2 separate regions of the Sus scrofa genome follow, and region 2 is linked to region 1. Evidence: chromatin contacts called from public HiChIP or PLAC-seq data. All regions are on one chromosome and are shown on one strand. The core of a region is the stretch at or near the end of the contact, and the rest is flanking DNA. Distances in the headings are between cores, read along the strand shown. Region 1 holds the start of CLEC12A (C-type lectin domain family 12 member A). Region 2 holds the start of LOC100623691 (C-type lectin domain family 2 member E-like).

What was found. HiChIP or PLAC-seq counts read pairs in DNA pulled down with a chosen protein or histone mark.
Region 2: a contact with region 1 is called in an H3K27ac HiChIP or PLAC-seq map of alveolar macrophages. The contact joins the promoter of LOC100623691 here to the promoter of CLEC12A in region 1. A contact is called at or near these places in 3 of 47 Hi-C or Micro-C datasets (alveolar macrophages and blood) and 1 of 2 datasets of contacts at active chromatin or transcription factors (alveolar macrophages).

Annotation. Positions count from the first base shown.
Region 1 is chr5:61,921,269-61,925,921 of Sscrofa11.1, reverse strand. CLEC12A (C-type lectin domain family 12 member A) reads right to left here and starts at 2,865. Exons shown (of 6, transcript NM_001301669.1): 1 at 2,750-2,865. The coding sequence starts at 2,840.
Region 2 is chr5:61,975,417-61,980,069 of Sscrofa11.1, reverse strand. It overlaps LOC100623691 (C-type lectin domain family 2 member E-like), which reads right to left and starts at 1,887. Exons shown (of 4, transcript XM_021092368.1): 1 at 1,760-1,887. The coding sequence starts at 1,787.

The DNA of each region.
Region 1 (4,653 bases), core at 1,616-4,115:
GTTGCTGTGGCTGTGGCATAAGCCTGCAGCAACAGCATCGATTAGACCCCTACCCTGGGGTGGCCCTCAAAAGACACACACACAAAAAAAAAAAAGAGAGAGAGATTCGTGATACTATTACGACAGTGTTAGCACATAGCAGACACTTGGTGATTGTGCTTATTTATATTGGTAGTTGATGAGAAGAGGATGATTGGGGCCAGGAAACAGTTTTAGAGGAAAAATAAATATTTCTATTTTTGACAGTTTGAATTTGAAATGAAATTAGAAACCCATATGAAAATCGGCACTTGTATTTTCCAATCTGGACGTCCAAGGAAAGGTTATACAGAATCATTGTATTTGAATCCAAATAACTGAATGAGGCAACATGACAAAGTATATTTAGTGATATGAGAAAAGTGGATCCAGAAGAGAGCCCTGAAGTATTCTGTCATATGGAATTTGATCCCAGGGGAAAAGTCCAAGGAGAAGACAGAGGAAGCAGCCATTGTGATAGTAGGAAATGTGAAGAGATGGCCCTGAAATGGGCAAAGAGAAGTGTTTGAAGAAGAGGGGCTCTTTTCAATTCTGCAAATGCTGCAGGGAAGTCAAGTAGTACAAGAGCAGAGATGTGACTGTTGGGATGAAACAGGGAGGCTGTCTGTGACCCAGACAAGAATCTAGGTCTCCATGGAACAAGGAGAGCAGAAGCCTAGTAGAGTCCATTGAAAAGAGAGTGAGAGATGGAGAACCAAGAGTTTGTGACCAAAGACAACCTTACAAAAAGCTCTGTTGTGAAAGGAAACAAAGACATGGAAGAACAAATGGGGCATGTGAGTGGTCAAGTAAGGAGTGCATTTTGTTAAAATAGACATAGCAGAGTATGTTGGTGCACGAAGAGGGATAATCAACTAGAGGAGGGAGATCGAACGATGACACAGGAGAGACGGGGGAACATTGTAGAAAAAGTGTCTTTGAGAAGGACACTTGGATTGCAATTTAGAACCAGATGAGGCGGTCTGTCTTTTGATAAGAGTAAATAAGAACTTTGTAAATATTATCTAGAAGTAAGGCAGAGTGTACAAGGGAGGATATGGCAGGATGGAAATTTGGACAGTAGAAAGAAAAGGGGTAGAATGAAGTAGGAGCAAAGCTCATCAAGTGAGAGTGAACTGGGCTTGAAATTTTGTGTGTATTTTTTACTGAAAATGTTCAGCTGCTCAGGTGGGGCACAGGTGAGTGGATGTTTAAATTTAACAAGAATTGGAATTTTTCTAGAAAAAACACAAAGAAGAGATGTATAAGAGAGTCAGGTTAGACGTTATATAATACAAAGTTTACATTACATTATATAGTCTTTATAGACTGAATAATCAGAAAATTAGATAAAATTGAGAAAGTCAACAAGACATGGATGAAAAATTTCTTCAGGGTCAAAGAATTTCTGAAGTGGAAATTTAGAATGAGAATGATTAGTAGGACAGGAAAAGAGAAGGGACGTGGTAGGATTTGTAAAGAGCAATTACGGTGTATTGCGTTTATGGTATGTTCCTCTCACACCATAAAAAGAGAAATACAAACAAGAAAATTAAGACAGAAAGTATTGTGACATCCTTAGCATCCTGCCCTTTAAAAAAAAAATCAGTATTCAAGGAAAAGGCTACAGAATTAAGCTGTTATCCTTCATCAAGATTTATAATGTTCATGATAAATGAGAATGACAATGGATAAATGGGGAATGATAATGATAAGTGGATCCAAGATTAAACAGTGAAAATTCGGTTCACAGTAAGGTAGAACGTCAAAGAATGCTACATTTTTTAGAGGTAAAAAACCAATGAAAGAATACACGAGTATTTTTCTATTACTCTTTTCTCCTAATATCACTGCTTCTGTTAACTCTTTGTGTTCTCTATATCTACCATTTAATTTATACACACTGATTTTAAGTATGGGTATTCTGGGACATTAGGGATACTTTATTGAAGCATAAACTGAAAGTAAACACAAGTGGTCCATTTATATCATAATTAAATTTGACTTAAAAAATACAAACTTTCCAGGTACAGGGTGCATTTGAATTATTGTATCTTCCAATATTTATTTCTTTCCTCCCTTTAGTCTTTGATGTGTCTTTTCAGGTAACTTAACCTCTTCCATATTGTAATAAGTTGGAAAGAGATCTCCAAAGGAAGTAAGAAAAATTCTAAAAATTCTATTAGCAAATTCTAATAAAAGCTTTATTTGGTAAAAACTAAAATAAAATCCTCTGAAGGTCCCTTCTCTCTGTCTCTTTCTTTGGCTCTCTCTCCCTATCTCTTTCTTAGACACACACACACACACACACACACACACACACACACACACAAATTAGCATTTTCTTCTAAAAAAGAACATACAAACCCAAGACTTTCCTGAACAACATGTTCCTAGTTCTATGGCTTTCTTTCATGGGGGAAAAATAATTCATAATCCAGTCATATGAAAATACTATCCTAGCCTAATCATGATTGTGATAGATTGAAAAAAATTATAAAAGATTGTGTGTTAAATGCACTGCTTATTTTCTTTAAAAAATCCTTTAAAATCCTTTTGTATGGTCATTTTTGGTAGTTTTGGTAAAAAATAAGAGGCTTAAATTAAAAATTCAAATTGAAAGGTTATTGTCAATTCACTAACACTCAAGGAGCAAGGCATCTACCCTTACACTTCTGCCACCTTCCACATTTTATCCACCTCACAACACAGCCATAGCTCAAAATCTTACCTTTTATCCCAAAGTTGCCAAACTCCTGGGTATTTTCTTTCTTACCAGAGTCCTGGAATTTTAGATCTGCATAAGTGACTTCTTCAGACATTGATGACTATGCAGGGAAAGCTTGACAAACTGTAAAAAAAAAAAGAAAAGAAAAACGAGGGTGAACTAACACAGTTTGATGGTGATCAGAGTTGTGATTTTAACCTCCGTTTATAAACCAAAGCTTAAACTTAAAAACTTCTGTTTTTAAATCGAGTCCCAATCACCCACATATCCGGAAACAAGCTGCCACCCTAAAGAGAGCAGAGTGCTGTTACAAGAAGGAACACCTTTCTTCCTCTTATCTCTTTCTTTTCTCATTTCTCTGTGTCTACCAACTACAGAAAGTAATTTTTAAAACTGTGTTTGGGTATTATTAGCGTTGTGCCAAGGGCTGCAAATCACCAGTGCTATGTGCTGCAGATATAACAAGCATTTCTTGGAGAAACACTTTTAAGGAGAGAAAGAGGAGAAAGGATACAATTCTCAAACCCTTGCTAGTCAGCCCCAGTGGCCTGGCATAGATTTTCTGTACATCTCCAGGTCCTGATAGAGAGGTTTGCCTGAGCCAAGATCACATGTGCACAGAGAGAGGAGATAAGTCCCACGCAGTCACCCTGTTATCCAGGTACAGGAGTGCCTAGAGGACCAAGAGAACACTTAGATTCTCTAGTAACAAGAAGCATAGTAAGGGATTTAGAATAGGAACTGTGCCAGGAAGTATGCATACAGATGGCTATGGGCAGTATACCCAAAGCTCCAGAAATAGCTCTGCAGGTCTGGAGGTTAGCAGATATCTGGGTCTGGCCAAATGTCTATAAGCCATTTGATCCACACCAAAAAGTCCTGGAAATTTGGTCCTGTCCAAAATGTCGATGAGCATATTTTGTCCATGCCAGATGGTTTGGAACAGAACTAAATATGACCAAGTTTCGAGGACTTTTTGGTGTGGATCAAATGGCTCATGGAGCAAATGGCTTATGCTTGTTTTGGACAAGACCAAATGTCCTTTAAGGGTGGATGCTGCCAGCTGCTGAGTGGATTTATTCCAACTGTGCATTGTGGAAATGGACAATGACCGCAGGATGGATTCAGGGACACACTGGGCCTACCATTACACCCACCTAAGCTAAAACCCCACTGGTTACCTGACCGCCGTTGGCCCTGACGAATGGGCCACAGTGAAGTTTGGGTCTCCTGGAATTAGTATAGGATCAGAGCCCGAGTCTAGTATTTTCCGAAAGGCCTGATCATTTCCTTTTCTAAAATGCATGGTTGCCTTCGTAGAAGGGGAATTTTTGCTTACGTCCTTACCATTTTAACATCTGCTAATTTAGAAGCCCTGGTTTCCAGAGTGGAAACACTTCAGGCATCGCAGTGAGAATCCCATTCAATTTTTTTTTTTTTTGTCTTTTTATGGTGACACCTGTGGTATATGGAATTTCCTGGGCCAGGGGTTGAACCAGAGTGGGAGCCGCAGGGCTACTCCACAGCCACAGCAATACCAGACCCAAGCTTCGTGTGCCACCTATGTCACAGCTGTGACAACGCCGGATCCTTAACCCCCTGAGAGAGGCTAGGAATCATACCTGCATCCTCAAAGAGACACTATCGGATCCTTAACCCACTGAACCACAGTGGGAGCTCCTCATTAAGTTTTAAGCTATGTCTGCTACCCTGGGCTTCTTATGCCAGGAACACAACAGGAAAAGAAAATGAGTCACAATCCTGACAGGGCTAATTAACCTGCTTATCAGGGGAATGTAGGACTATTGTTGCATAAGAGAGAAAGTGAAGCAGGTGTTTGCAATGAAGGTGACCCACTAGGATGTCCCCTGACAGTCCCCTGATAAATTTTGACAGCTAATAGGTAA
Region 2 (4,653 bases), core at 638-3,137, 55 kb before region 1:
CCGGCAATGAAAGCAAAAATTGTCAAGTTGGACTATATCAGAATGAAAATTTTCTGTGCATCAAAGGACCTCGTCAATAGAGTGAAAAGGTCATGTACAGAACTGGAAAAAATATTTACAAGTTATATATCTGATAAGGGATTAAAATTCATCACATGTTTAAAAACTCCTCCATCTCAACAGTAAAACAAAAACAAAAACAAAATAAAACCCAATTAAAAAAAAAAGAACTTGAATAGACATTTCTCCAAAAAAGACATGCAAGTGGTCATCAAATACATGAAAAGAGGCTCCACATCAGTAATCTTTAGTGAGATGCAAATCAAAATCACAGTGACATAAGACACCATTAGGAGAGCCATTAGGATCACTACTTTCAAAATATAGAAAATAACAAGTGCTAAGAGGAGGTGGATTCATTGACACCTCTATGCACAGTTGTGGGAATAGAAAATGGTGTGACCACTGTGGAAAACGCTATAGTGTTTCTTCAAAAAATTAAACATTGAATTATTATAGGATCCAGCATTTCTACTTTTGGAGATATACCCTCAAATAACTGAAAGCAATGTTTTCAAGACAAATTTATGGACCCATATTCTTTTTTTTTTTTTTTTTTTTTTTTGTCTTTTTAGGGTGGGACTAGTGGCATATGGAAATTCCCAGGCTAGGGGTCGAAGCAAAGCTGTAGCTGCCGGCCTATGTAATAGCCAAACAATACGAGATCTGAGCCACATCTGTGACCTACACCACAGCTCTCCTCAACACCAGATCCTTAACCCACTGAGCGAGGTCAGGGATCAAACCTGCATTCTCATGGATCCTAGTTGGGTTCATTACTGCTGAGCCACAGTGGGAACCTCCTATGAATCCATGTTCAAAACATCACTGTTCACAATAGCCAAGAGGTGAAAGAAACACAAATATCCATTTATGGATGAGTGGATAAACAAAGTGTACATACCCACAATGGAATATTATTCAACATTAAAAAGGAAAAAAAAATATAACACATGCTTCAACATGGATGGATCTTGAGGATATTATGCCAGGTGAAATAAGCCATAACAAACAAAAAACACTGCATGATTCTATTGTAAGAGGGACCTAGACTGACCAAACTCATAGAAACAGAAAGTAGAATAGTGGTTGTCAGGAGTTGGGGACGGGGAGAGGAGGAAGTGGTGAGTTATTGTTTAATAGGTATAGAGTTTCATTTTGGCAATATGAAAAGCATTCCAGAGATTGGTTGCACAACAATGTGAATGTACTTAACACTACTGAACTATACACTTAAAGATGGTTAAGACAGGAAAGTTCATGTTGTATATATTGTACAATTAAAAAAAAAAAAGTATCGGAGTTCCCGTGGTGGCGCAGTGGTTAACGAATCCTGCTAGGAACCATGAGGTTGCGGGTTCAGTCCCTGCCCTTGCTCAGTGGGTTAACGATCCAGCGTTGCCGTGAGCTGTGGTGTAGGTTGCAGACGCGGCTTGGATCCCGAGTTGCTGTGGCTCTGGCGTAGGCCGGAGGCTACAGCTCAGATTCGACCCCCTAGCCTGGGAACCTCCATATGCCGGCGGGAGCGGCCCAAGAAATAGCAAAAAGACAAAAAAAAAAAAAAAAAAAAGTATCCAATGAGGCTCTAGACAATGAAAGCCCTAAAGCTGAGGAAGAACAGTTCAAGAAAAACATCTCTCATAGAAAGTAAGTAGCCATCAGATAAGGTGATTTCTGAGAAACCCACAAAATCACTCACTCAGTAAGGCAGCCATCAAATCACACATGTGCTCTGTTCTTCCAGTTTTCTCTCCCCATACTGGGTCAGAAACAGCAGCTAGTATGAAGAGGAACTGATGAAACTAGAGAGAAAAACAGGACACAAACAGCTCATCTCATCAGCTCCTAGGATTCCAGGTCAGAAGTAGTGTAAACTGGAGGAGGGAAGAGGTTTTCAGTTGAGGTTTAAGTTTGGATAGAAGACATCGAAGTGTTTATGTTATATTGGACATACTAATTTCTGAAATGAGAATGTTCTTGTTACTGAAAGGAACCACAGAATATATGGGACTGATCCCAAACTCTCCAGGTGTGGAAGAGTCTTAGAGTGAGTTTAATGCAATGAAAGAATAAGGTTAATTTCTGTGTGCTTAGTATAGTCTTTTCAAAATACTAGATTGACCTGGTTCCCCATCCTCTAATCCCTGTCTATGCATTCTTTCCATTTTCACAAATGTGGCTGAGGGTTGTGGGTTCATGATTCTTTCTTGATCATAAATTGGGGACATCAGTTCTTGCTAGGTAAAAAGGAAGGGAGGCAGAACCTTAAAAAATATCTTAGTCTTATAAATTACTTTTTAAAAAAATACAACCTTTTGGGGAATCTCATTGTGTTGAAACTATTTTCTATTTATTTCATTATCTGTTTCATAAGTAAATATTTCCTGTGATTCCTTAGAGTGCACCTACCACATCTTTTAAGCCTTTAAATCATTGCACATGTATGTAATTTTTTCCCCATTTTTCTCTTGTTTCTAGTGTGGGTTTTGAGATGAGTTACTTCAGAATGAGTTAGTACATGTTTTAGACACAAAATAGAAAAGGTAAAAGAGTTATATTATTACTAGCTATATTTTTTGAAATTTGGACTCCAACTGCCTTGAAGTATAGTAACTAAGAACACACTACTGCCACTGTGAGAGTGACAAGAGAATGTTACCAGGCATTCGACATGTGACACAACGGATGTCTAGTTGTGTAATGATCTGAAGATGGTCTGGTTTGAGTTGTTGCCTAGCAACATTTCCTTGACATCTCACCTCCAGAGACAGCTGCTCTAAGCTTGTGGGTGCTTGTTAACCAGATCTCCAGCTGCCTTGAGAAATAATGAAGTGTAGAGATGTTCTCCACTGGACCGAACACGTGGGATCTAAGTACATATCCTTCAGTTTTGTACTGTTTCCTTCCATCTGTTGCAGCCACCTGGATTAAGAAATTTGTGCTATGATGTTTCTTCTAATAACAAACTGACTTTGTAGAAACCTCAGTAGCTATGCTTCTCCTTACTCCAGTAAGGTTTCCGTGACTTGCGAAAGCCAGAGACTAAAGTGGAATTTCCCACTGTGGTGCAGTGTGTTAAGATCTGACTGTAGTTGTCTGGGTTGCTGTGGAGGCTTGGGCTTGATCCCCGGCCTGGTGCAGTGCATTAAAGGATCTGGCATTGCTGTAGCTCTGGCATAGGTCATAGCTGAGGCTTTGATTCAGTCCTTGGCCCTGGAACTTCCATAAGTCAAGGGTATGGCCTTAAAAAAAAAAAAAATGTAGTTGGTAGCCATTTGTTTTTGTTTGTTTGTTTGTTTCTTTTTTTTTTAAAAGAATTTCCCGATGTTTTTCAGTCATTTGAAAAATACTAACGGTACACCTAAATATCTAATAAATTCTAAGAAAAAAAATGGGATTAGGTAGTGGATACAGCAACCGATATGCATGTGGAACAGTGGGAAGAATTCGAATTAAGAGGAATGACGGAAGAAAAGCCTTCCTTCTCAATGAAATAATTTCTACCGCCTATACAAATTTGTATGAAATTTCATTTTTCTAGCCAACTCATTCCCGTGAGGTTATGGATAGGTGACCAAACTGAGCAAATTAAAGCCTTAGCATTGCCAGTTAAATTTGAATTTCAGGTCAGCACAAATATTGCAGATAAAACAAACAGAAACAGTGCATGAGGCATACATTAAAATATACCATTTTAAAACTGAATTTAAAATTTAACTGGATAGCTCGTATTTACTTGACAACCCTACTTTATTTAGGTCACAACATTTTTTGAAAAAAATCTTTTAAATTGTTAAGTACTCCAGGGCTTGGCCTGGGTTTTTCCCAATACTCTGCTTCACCTCTCTGTAAACATTTAGGGAGTAATACAGCTCAGGGACCAAGTACAAGAAAGGAAAGACAGATTGCTGCCCCTTCAAAGGATGAAAAAAGCCTAGAGAAAGAGGTAGTCAAAAATGAAGACATGGGATGCTGGGTGGTGGAACTTGAAGAATCTAGTGCAAGATGTTTATTTTGAAGGTGAGAGAAACACCGAAGAAAGATGAAAGTTGAGACGGGGGCCTGTCAAGCAAGTTCACACTGTGAATAACTAGAGTGTCATTTAGCAGAAGACCAGCATAAATACCATCAGGTTGTTTCCCTCTCTGTTCCCCAGAAGTAAAGAGATGTTTCTGTTTCATTATCAACGGTCATGACAAAACCACATGCAAAACCACAGTCTGCCTGTAGCAACTTGTTAAAAGTTTGAGCTAAATTCTTTTCCTGGCTGTGCCCAAGACATGCAAAATTGCCCCAGGCCAGGGATGGAATCCCTGCCACAGCAGCGACCCAGGCTGCTACAATGAAAACACCACCAGATCCTTAACCTGCTGTACTGCCAGGGAGCTCCTGAAGTCTTCGTAACAGTTTACAAGAGTTGAATATTTATCTCCCATGTGAGCAAGATTTCATGCCTAGTCTCTTGTTGGAGGTACCTGTCTTTTCTTCCGTCTCAGCTTAATGAACTGCCCTGTGACCTTAGGATATTGATGGGTCTGAGCAAAGTTATGGATTTGTGGATTATCCAGCTCTGCTTGGTTGTTGTAAAAGCAG